2 separate regions of the Oryctolagus cuniculus genome follow, and region 1 is linked to region 2. Evidence: chromatin contacts called from public Micro-C data. All regions are on one chromosome and are shown on one strand. The core of a region is the stretch at or near the end of the contact, and the rest is flanking DNA. Distances in the headings are between cores, read along the strand shown.

Region 1 (4,634 bases), core at 1,409-3,908, 480 kb before region 2:
AACATTTTTTAACGGCTTTGTAATTTCTGTCACTCTGGCTGGCATTCATTCAGCGACTGAGCACTCCTGTTCACCTAGGGCTTAGTTTTCAGAAATAAGAACTAAAGAAAGAGGGAATGACAATAAATGAGATTTTAAGAGTGGGTAAAGAGGTCACTTGGGTTTCACATCCTTGGTAAAGTGGAGGAAGGACCAGTGGGAAGAGGGGGAGTGCTGGCTTGGATTGATGGGATGGCTGGAGCAGACTCTGGCTAATTCCATGGGAAGCAGTGAATGATGCAGAAAATGATCCCAAGGATGGCTCAGCTAGGACGTGTGGATCCCAAACTGGAGAAGACTCAAATGTGTTTTAATTCTGAAGCTTTGCATAATTAAGAAAAATCTCAATTCCCAATCAAATGCCACCAAGTTGTATTTCCTTACTTCAAATTTACCACTAGATTCATTTTTTTTAAATGCTATTCTTTGAATAATTCTTATTTTTATCTATTTGAAAGGTGAAGAGACAGAGAGAGATGTTCCATCCCTTTTCGCAACAGCCAGGGCTGGACCAGACTGAAGCCAGGATTTCAAGTATGGGTCTTCCACATGGGTGCTAGAGACCCAAGCACTTGAGCTAAGTATTTGTCCAAGTGCCTCTGGCCTCCCAGGGTGCTCGTTAGCAGGAAGTTGAAGTCAGAAGCAGAGCAGGGACTCCAGTGCAGGCACTACGACATGGGACATGGAATGCAGGGTGTCCCAAAAGACGTCTAAATCACTGCACCAAAAGCCCGCCCTCCATTAGATTCTTGACGGTTGACCATTAGGGTGGGTTCTGTGTGTGCCACAGCACCACTGCACTAATAACCAAGCAGTAAGGCAATACCATGAACAGGCTCAGATTTTGCGGCAGCTGTTTCCGGTTAACTTCCTTCAATACCTCCTGTTGATTGGGCTGGAGTCCGGGAGCTCGCAAGCTGGTGCTGCAGTACTGTCGGATACCCCCACGGGGGCAGCAAAGGATCAGGAAGGAGAGGGCAGGCTTAGCAGAGGCTGAAGAGAGGGAGATCTCAGCCCCTCCCTCCTGGGGCCCCTGCAGAATAGACGTTTAGCCAGAAATAGCAATGCATTGAGGACTTTAGACAGTTTTAAAACAATGCCGGAGCAGAGACAAGTTAGAAGCAAGTCAGGGACCCAGGAAGTCAGCCTGGGGAGCATTTTGAGAAGGTAACACCTTTGTCACAGCCTGGACTAGGTGCAGATCTGTGCTGTTCCACACCATGGCCACCAGCCATGTGGTCACTGATGACGTGAAATTGGGCTTCTCTGAACTTGGATGTGCTGTGTCAAATATACATTGGGCTTTACTTAGTATAGAGCAACAAAAAGGAAAAATATCTTAATATTTTTATAGTGATTATGTGTTAAAGTGATAATATTTGGGTTAAGTAAAATGTTCAGCTAAGTCAATTTCATCTTTTTACTCTTTACTATTCACAGTTTAATATATATAATTTATTTTACTTTCAAAAAATTTTTATTCATTTTATTTGAAAAGTAAAGAGACAGAGATCTCCCATCTGTTGGTTCACTCTCTAAATGCCCATAATAATCAGGGCCAGGCCAGGCTTAAGCCAGGAGCCAAGAACCAATCTGGGTCTCCCATGTGGGAGGCAGACACCCATTTTCAGCCAACTTGAGCCATCATCTACTGCCTCATAGTTTTTAGATCACACTACTTTTCAAAATATTACATTTTTAGTGCCCTGAATATATATATATATATATATAGAGAGAGAGAGAGAGAGATTTGGAAATTTATTTATCTGAAAGGCAGTGGTGAGGGTGGGGAATCTTCCCCAAATGCCCACAACAGCTTCAGGAGCTTTTACAAACCAATGTTTGCCCAGACTACACCCAGACCAATTAAACCCCTACCGTTTGCAATCAAGTTTGAAATGCACGGTGGGTTCTGTGTACTACCTGGCTTCATATTCCAGCCCAGCCACTTCCTAGCCATGCCAACCTGGACAAGATATTTAATGTCTCTGGACTCCATCACGGAGGATGATGACGAGATTTAAATAAGATGATCCACTGAAGCCACTTCAAGGAGGGCAGGCATGGAACAAGTTCTGCAGCAGGCATCGCTGATGAGAGCAGCTTTCTGGTTTCACATTAACTCCCCTGGAAGAGGTTCTCCCAACTGACATCATTCACCCAGTGGGGTTGTTGTATTATCCTAGTACACACCCACAGGCACACACTCACACAAAGGGAGTATGCACACCTGTCTGACCCTCCTCACCCCCTGGGCAACTTCTGTTGTGTGTCTGTTTCCCTACTCAGAAAACAAAGCGTCTTGAGCAGGGAGATGCTCATCAGACAAGAGACAGACTAACGTGACTCAGACCGGCCAGCCCCAGCACCCAGAACCCAGAGCCGCGGGTTGGAAACACTGCTGGGCACCAGCGTTGAAACCCTGCGTGCCGGTCTTTGCTTTGCACTTATTAAAGGTTTCGCAATAGGGAGCAGCCCGTTCGTCCTGCAGTGTGTGTCCTGCCGCACCAGGCCAGGCAGTCAGGAAACAGGGCCGAGAGCGCCCACCAGGGGGCAGCAGGCCGCGGCCTACGGCGCCGCCGCGCGCGACGTCAGGGCGGAGGCCCCGCCCCGTGGTCGTGACCGTGGGCGGCGCGGGGACAGCGTCCGGCGCGGCGGGAACGCGTCGAGCCGCGCCATGGGGGCCGAGGCCGCGGAGGCCCGGCCGGCGCTGCGGGAGCTGGTGCGCGAAGCCGAGACCAGCCTGCTGGAGTGCAAGGTGTGCTTTGAGAGGTTCGGCCACCGTCAGCAGCGGCGGCCGCGCAACCTGCCCTGTGGCCACGTGGTCTGCCTGGCCTGCGTGGCCGCGCTGGCGCACCCGCGGACGCTGGCCCTCGAGTGCCCCTTCTGCCGGCGAGCCTGCCGCGGCTGCGACACGAGCGACTGCCTGCCGGTGCTGCACTTGCTGGAGCTGCTGGGCTCCGCGCTGCGCCCGTCGCCAGCTGCCCAGCGCGCCGGCCCCAGTGCGCCAGGGGCCCTCAGCTGCCACCAAGCCTTCGGGGGCTGGGGGACGCTGGTCAACCCCACCGGGCTGGCGCTGTGCCCCAAGACGGGGCGGGTCGTGGTAGTGCACGACGGCAAGAGGCGGGTCAAGATCTTTGACTCCGCGGGAGGGTGCGCGCATCAGTTTGGGGAGAAAGGGGACGCTGCCCAGGATGTCAAGTACCCCTTGGATGTCACCGTCACCAACGACTGCTACGTGGTTGTCACCGACGCCGGCGACCGCGCCATCAAAGTGTTCGACTTTTTTGGCCAGATCAAGCTGGTGCTCGGGGGCCAGTTCTCCTTGCCCTGGGGCGTGGAGACCACCCCGCAGAACGGCGTCCTGGTCACTGACGCCGAGGCAGGGTCCCTGCACCTCCTGCAAATCGACTTTGCCGAGGGGCTCCTCCGCGGATCGCAGCTCTTGCAGGCGTCTCTGTGCAGCCCTCGCGGGGTGGCCGTGTCCTGGCTCACCGGGGCCGTGGCCGTGCTGGAGCGGCTGGCCGGCAGCGCCAGGGTGAAGGTGTTCAGTTCCAGGATGCAGCTCCTCAGCCAGGTGGACACCTTTGGGCTGAGCCTCTTCCACCCTCCCCGGATAGTCGCCTCGGCCGTGACCTTTGATCACCAGGGGAATGTGGTCGTCACAGAGACCTCTGGTCCCGCTGTCCTGTGCCTAGGAAAACCCGAGGAGTTCCCAGTCGTGAAGCCCATGATCAGTCACGGGCTTGGCCACCCCGTGGCGCTGGCCTTCACCAAGGAGAATTCGCTTCTCGTGCTGGACTCTGCATCCCACTCTGTCAACGTTTATAAAGCTGACTGGGGCTGAGGGGGTGTCGGGATCCCGGAGCTGCCGCGAGTGATCTGCCTAACCCTGCATAAGTCCCCTCTTCTCATCCAGGCACGCAGGGAAAATTGTAACTGCCTGGCAGGCTCAGAAAAGTTGGGGGCAATTATAAGGAGTAATTAAATCTACCATTTATTGAATGCTTACTCCCCAGTGCTGAGAAATTTGTGACTATTGGATCATTTAATCCGGGATGCCCGGTGAGGTAATGTCTAAAACTCATCCTATCTCAGAGATGAGAAAACTGAGACCCAGAGAGCTTAAATGACTTCCCCAAGGTCACAGTTACCTAGGGGACAGTCAGAGTTTGGCCTCAATCCTGGTTTCAAAACCCCTTGCTCTTAAATAATAGATGTGAGTAGATATGGTTGCTAAGCGTGTTTGCTCTACAAGTAGCTAAGTAGTTAGATGCACAAAGAAAGGAGACTTTGTAGAGTTCAGGAGAAAAAGGATTTTGTGATGGGCATCAGCGTGTCAACTTGCAGTCCCTCTGACGGAATAGAGGTATGTGAGCAGGAAAAACAGCAGACCGTGTCTTTTAGTGCCTGTCTCTCCCCTGTAGGCACTCAGGAAACGCACTGTTGTCTGGTTGAGAAAGGCTTGTGTTGGTGGAGACAGTGCCAGAGGGTGGGCCGAAACTCCCGTTCTCTCGTTCACCACGATAGGTTCATGGCAGAAGTGATTTGCTGGCCATTTTATCATCAGTGGGCATCGGAAGCACGTTGCAATG
Region 2 (4,631 bases), core at 1,019-3,518:
TAGAGACTCTCTCTACAGAATAATAAGAGAGAAATTGCTTCCTGGCCCAAGAATAGTTGAATGAAAACAAACCAGGATTGGAGGATCATTTTACCTACTTTTGATGGGTGAAATTCTCACAGATCTTACAGAATGTATGAGGAGTTTTTTTCTCCTTTGTAGTTATTTCTTAGGTCCAGTAGGAAATAAATCCGACAGAGCTTTTAGAAAGAAATCATGACATTATCCTTATAGTCACTTGCAGGCATGAAGAGAACTCAATAATTTCTAAACAGTAGAAATTCAAACTCTTCTACAAAGGTGCTTAACTTACTTTATTCCACTGAGGTGCATAATGCTTAAGACAATGGTTGCTTTTATAAAGAACAGAATAAAGAAATCCACCATCTCCGCCATAAATCTGTGGGCCAAGGATGGAATAACATACTCCCTGCCTGTAAGTTAAAAAAAAGAAAATTATGAAAAAATGATCATTTCACAAAGGCTTTAGTGCACAAGGCAAGTAAGAATGGAGAAAGCAAAGTCAAGGTACAACCTAGTAATTATGAATATTCACAACCTTGCATCAGTTAGTCATACTGATCCCAACAAGAGTATGTATTACTAAAATACAGCGATACCACTGCACTGTGTTTAATAAACTGCTTAAAATTTATTTTCATCACTCTAATGTTCAAAGATTGATTTCACAGCTGTGTTTGATTCAAGTACCCAAAACATTTCAGCAGGACTCAAATTAGGAGAATCCAGGTGATCACACCTAGGCGACACTCAATTAAACTTTAAGAGAAAAAGGTAAAACTCGAGTAAACTATAGTATAAACACCCACGGTATAAAGTACAGCATAAATAAATACTGTGTAGAGTAAATCCCGGTATCTCACATTTCCCTCCCCTCAGTCATTGTTTTACTTTCTAGAAAATAAATCCGCGGGTCATCAACCTGTCATCCTCAATTCTGATTCAGGCTCATATACAGGCACCAACTGGTTCTCGGTCCACATATCGGTGGCTGAATACAAACTCTAACAAGCGTAGCTAACTAAAGCCATTTCTAGTTCCCAAGCAGAAGTTAACAAGGAGGCTCCGAAAGCAGTAAGCAGGGGCCAGCCAACACTTGGGAACTCCATTTGCATTCATGTAAATCCTCCGGATCGGTCAGGCCCACAGCCCCTAGGCAGCGCACTCCAGCATTGCCAGTCAAGTCTCTGCACAAGTGGGTCTAACTCTCCACCTCGCTCTCCAGGGCAGATTCCTCCCCGTGGGAATCGACCCGGGCGCGAGGCCCTCGATCTGCTCTCAAGGTGGACGGCACTGGGGTGTAAGGCCCGGGCACACTCCCGGGAGCCGCGGCCGTCCCCACGGGGGCGCAAACCCTGCAGGCAGCCTCCCCGAAGACCCCCTCGGGATACCCCCCGCGCCTCGCGCTGCTCACCTGCCTGCCGCCCGCTCTCGCTGGCGGCGCGCGAAGGCGCGGCGGATCCCGCACGAGTCGCTGGAGCGGCCCGGACCGAGCCCTGCACGTGAGGAGCCCGCGGCCCCAGGCCCGCCACCGGGGCCGGGGTGCTGATGCCCGCAGCCGCCCCCGCCTCCGCTCCCGCGGCGCCGGCGCTCGGGAAGTAAAAGGGGTTGTAATAGGCCAGCTGCGGGGGCGGCGGCGCCGCGGCCTGGGGGGCGGCGGCGGCCGTAGCGTAGCTGGGAGCGGGCGGCGGGGGGCTGCAGTAGGCGGGGAAGGCGGCCAGGCCGCTGTGCCAGGTGAGGTAGCCGCAGTAGGACTGCCACAGCCACTCGTGCACCTGCCGCGAGTACTCGCGGGCGCTCAGCCGCGCCGGCTTCTCCCGCAGCGCCTCGGCCTCGGCCGCCTCGCAGCCCGCCGGCTCCTGCAGCCCCGCGCCGGAGCTCGGGGCCGCCTCTCTTCGCCTCCTGAGCTCCCGCTGCGGCTCCGACTCCTCCGGGGCAGCGGCGGAGGCGGGCGCGAGGGCCGGGGCTGGCGGCCGGCCCGGGGCCTGGGGTTCGACTGGCGCCGCGTCTCGGGGACAAGGGCCGGCGGCTGCGGGAGGGCCTCTCAGGGAAGGGACAGGCGCGTGGTCCCCTCCGCCATCGTCCTGCCCGGGAGGGCGACCTCGGGCTTCCTCGGGCCCTTCTGCCATCGTCGCCTCGGCAGCACCCTTCGCGGTACCTGTCACTGCGCCGTCTCCCTCCCCTCAGAGGCCCCTCCCCAACGGCCCTTTCGCCACCGCAGCAGCCGCAGGCGTCAACAATCCGCCACCGGAAGCGGAAACCCCGCCCCTCGGGGGGCGTCGCTGATCGCTGCGCGGGGCCGCCGGAGGCCGGGAGGTTGGGCTGTTGTGTCTGGTGTGGGGTTTTTGGGTTCCTGTCCCGTCGGCAGTCCGGCTCCCCACGCCTCTTTATGGTTAATCGAGTGATGTCTAAGGCCTGAGGCCTCTCTAGAGAATCCCGGGGGGTTGGCGCCGGATGTCCCGTGAGAAACTTCGGCTGGATGGAGGGGGATTTCCGGGACGGGCCCGGGGCCAGCGCCGCCATTGCCCTCGCCGAGCCGAGAGCGTGGTTCGCCATTTGTGCTCGAGAATGTCTGTGCACTTGGGAGAAACACATCGACAGCCAAACTGAACTGGGACTTGTTTTGGGATGCGACGGGAAGAGAGATTGCTGATTTAGAAGCTGGTCTTGGTCCTGATGCTGGAGCTAGCGAGCCTGTGTCCATAAAAACTTTCCCGCTGCCGCAGAGCGGAACCTTTCCTTAAGCCTGTTTTCCTGTTGGGGAAAGAACCCCTGATTATATCCAGGGTTTGGGAGCCTTTTAAAAAAGATTTATTTATTGAAAATCAGTTACAGAGAAGGAGAGGCAGAGAGAGAGAGGTCTTTCATCCGATGGTCCACTTCCCACCTGGCTGCAATGGCCAGAGCTGCACCAATCCGAAGCCAGGACCCAGCAGCTTCTTTCGTGTCTCCCACGTGGGTGCAGGGGCCCAAGGGCTTGGGCCATCTTCTGTTTCCCAGGCCATAGCAGAGAGTTGGATGGGAAATGGAGCAGCCAGGTCTCGAACCCGAGCCCATATGGGATGCTGGCACTGCAGGCAGTGGCTTTACCTGCTACGCCACAGCGCTGTTCCCACAGACTAGTATTTTAATATGCTTTCCCATGTCCTTAACTGGATTAGTTCCCTCAGTCGTAGTAGTATAACTTTGGCCAGAATCAGGGCCAACAGGGGCCAAGAGCCCATGGAGTATTTACTGATGATGCCCAGAATAATTTTTGACTGCTCAGGGGCATCTAAAAGGCTTAACGTCTAAGAAGCTAATGAGCTGGATAGAGACTTGGACACAACACTTGAAAAACTATTAAGACTGAGTATTGGGCTGGCGTTGTGGCTTAGCAGGTGAAGCCACCACCTGTGATGCCTGCATCCCTTAAGGCCCAGGTTCAAGGCCTAACTGCTCCACTTCCCATCCAGCTCCTTGCTGATGCACCTGGGGGTGCCAGCACCCTTGTGGGAAACCTAGAAGAACCTCCTGGCTCCTGGCTTCAGGCTGTTGTAGCTATTTGGGGAGCGAACCAGCAGATGGAAGATCTCACACTTTTTCTCTAAACTCTGCCTTTAAAATAAGATCGTGGGGCCAGCGCTGTGGCTTGGCAGGTAAAGCTGCTGCCTGCAGTGCTGGCTTCCCATAGGGGCTCTGGTTCAAGTCCCAGCTGTTCCACTTCCAATCCAGCTCTATTCTGTGGCCTGGGAAAGCAATAGAGGATAGCTCAAGTCCTCGGGCACCTGCACCCACGTGGGAGACCCGAAGAAGCTCCTGGCTTCAGATTGGCCCAGCTCTGGCTGTTGGGGCCATTTGGAAAGTGAACCAGTAGGTGGGAGGCCTCTCTTTCTCTCTGCCTCTGTCTCTCTGTAAATCTACCTCTCAAATAAATAAAAATAAAATCTTGAAACTCTCTTAGGTCTGAGTTGATCAAGCGGTACCATCAGCATTGCTCCTGAAAGCATTCCTTATGTGATCTGCATTCAATAGAAACCATATTGGAAAACATAGTTGTTGAACTTGGATCTTTCCCTGGCTACCACTGGGTGGTCCAACCCAGGAGATGCTGGGCAGCTGCTAGTTAGCCCCATAGTTATCAAGGAAAACCACTGCAGTGCTCTGTTGCTGAGCCAGGATGTACAGGAGGTCTGGTGCACACAATGCTTTTTCTGTTTATGACATTCAACTTACGGTGGTCTTCTTGGGAACATAACCCCATTGTGAGTTGAGCATCTGTACTCCCCCAGGCAATTTGTGCACCTAAGGCTGAGAGTCACTCTCGCTGCATCCCTAGATGGCTTTCACTGGTTCTAACCCAAGAGTGTTGGTGGTTGCTCCCCGTGAGCACCTCAAGAGAGTAGACCTCTCCACCTCCCTCTAGCCACAACTCCATTTCTTTCCTCATTTACTGAGCACTGTCTGCGCTGGTTGCTATGCTAGATGATGGGGATACAAAGGCGAGTGAGATGTAGTCTTTGTAGTTGAGAAGCTCACAGAACGGATGGGGGAGCTTGGCGGTGAGTAAGTGTCTGGTAAAGTGTGAACCCCAAGGAGGGAGTGGTCTGTTGCAGTTGATTTCTCAACAA

What was found. A called contact is a pair of places that touch in the nucleus more often than the background predicts.
Region 1: a contact with region 2 is called in a Micro-C map of ear pinna, with 4 times the contacts expected there. The contact joins the promoter of NHLRC1 here to the promoter of FAM8A1 in region 2. A contact is called at or near these places in 5 of 6 Hi-C or Micro-C datasets (ear pinna, embryonic fibroblasts, psoas muscle and 2 more).

The regions. Positions count from the first base shown.
Region 1 is chr5:145,323,182-145,327,815 of mOryCun1.1, reverse strand. NHLRC1 (NHL repeat containing E3 ubiquitin protein ligase 1) reads left to right here and starts at 2,658. Exons shown (of 1, transcript XM_051832580.2): 1 at 2,658-4,634. The coding sequence starts at 2,717. The coding sequence ends at 3,886. The region is part of intron 1 of KDM1B (lysine demethylase 1B); the gene reads right to left.
Region 2 is chr5:144,839,822-144,844,452 of mOryCun1.1, reverse strand. FAM8A1 (family with sequence similarity 8 member A1) reads right to left here and starts at 2,268. Exons shown (of 5, transcript XM_002720864.5): 1 at 1,436-2,268; 2 at 314-434. The coding sequence starts at 2,150.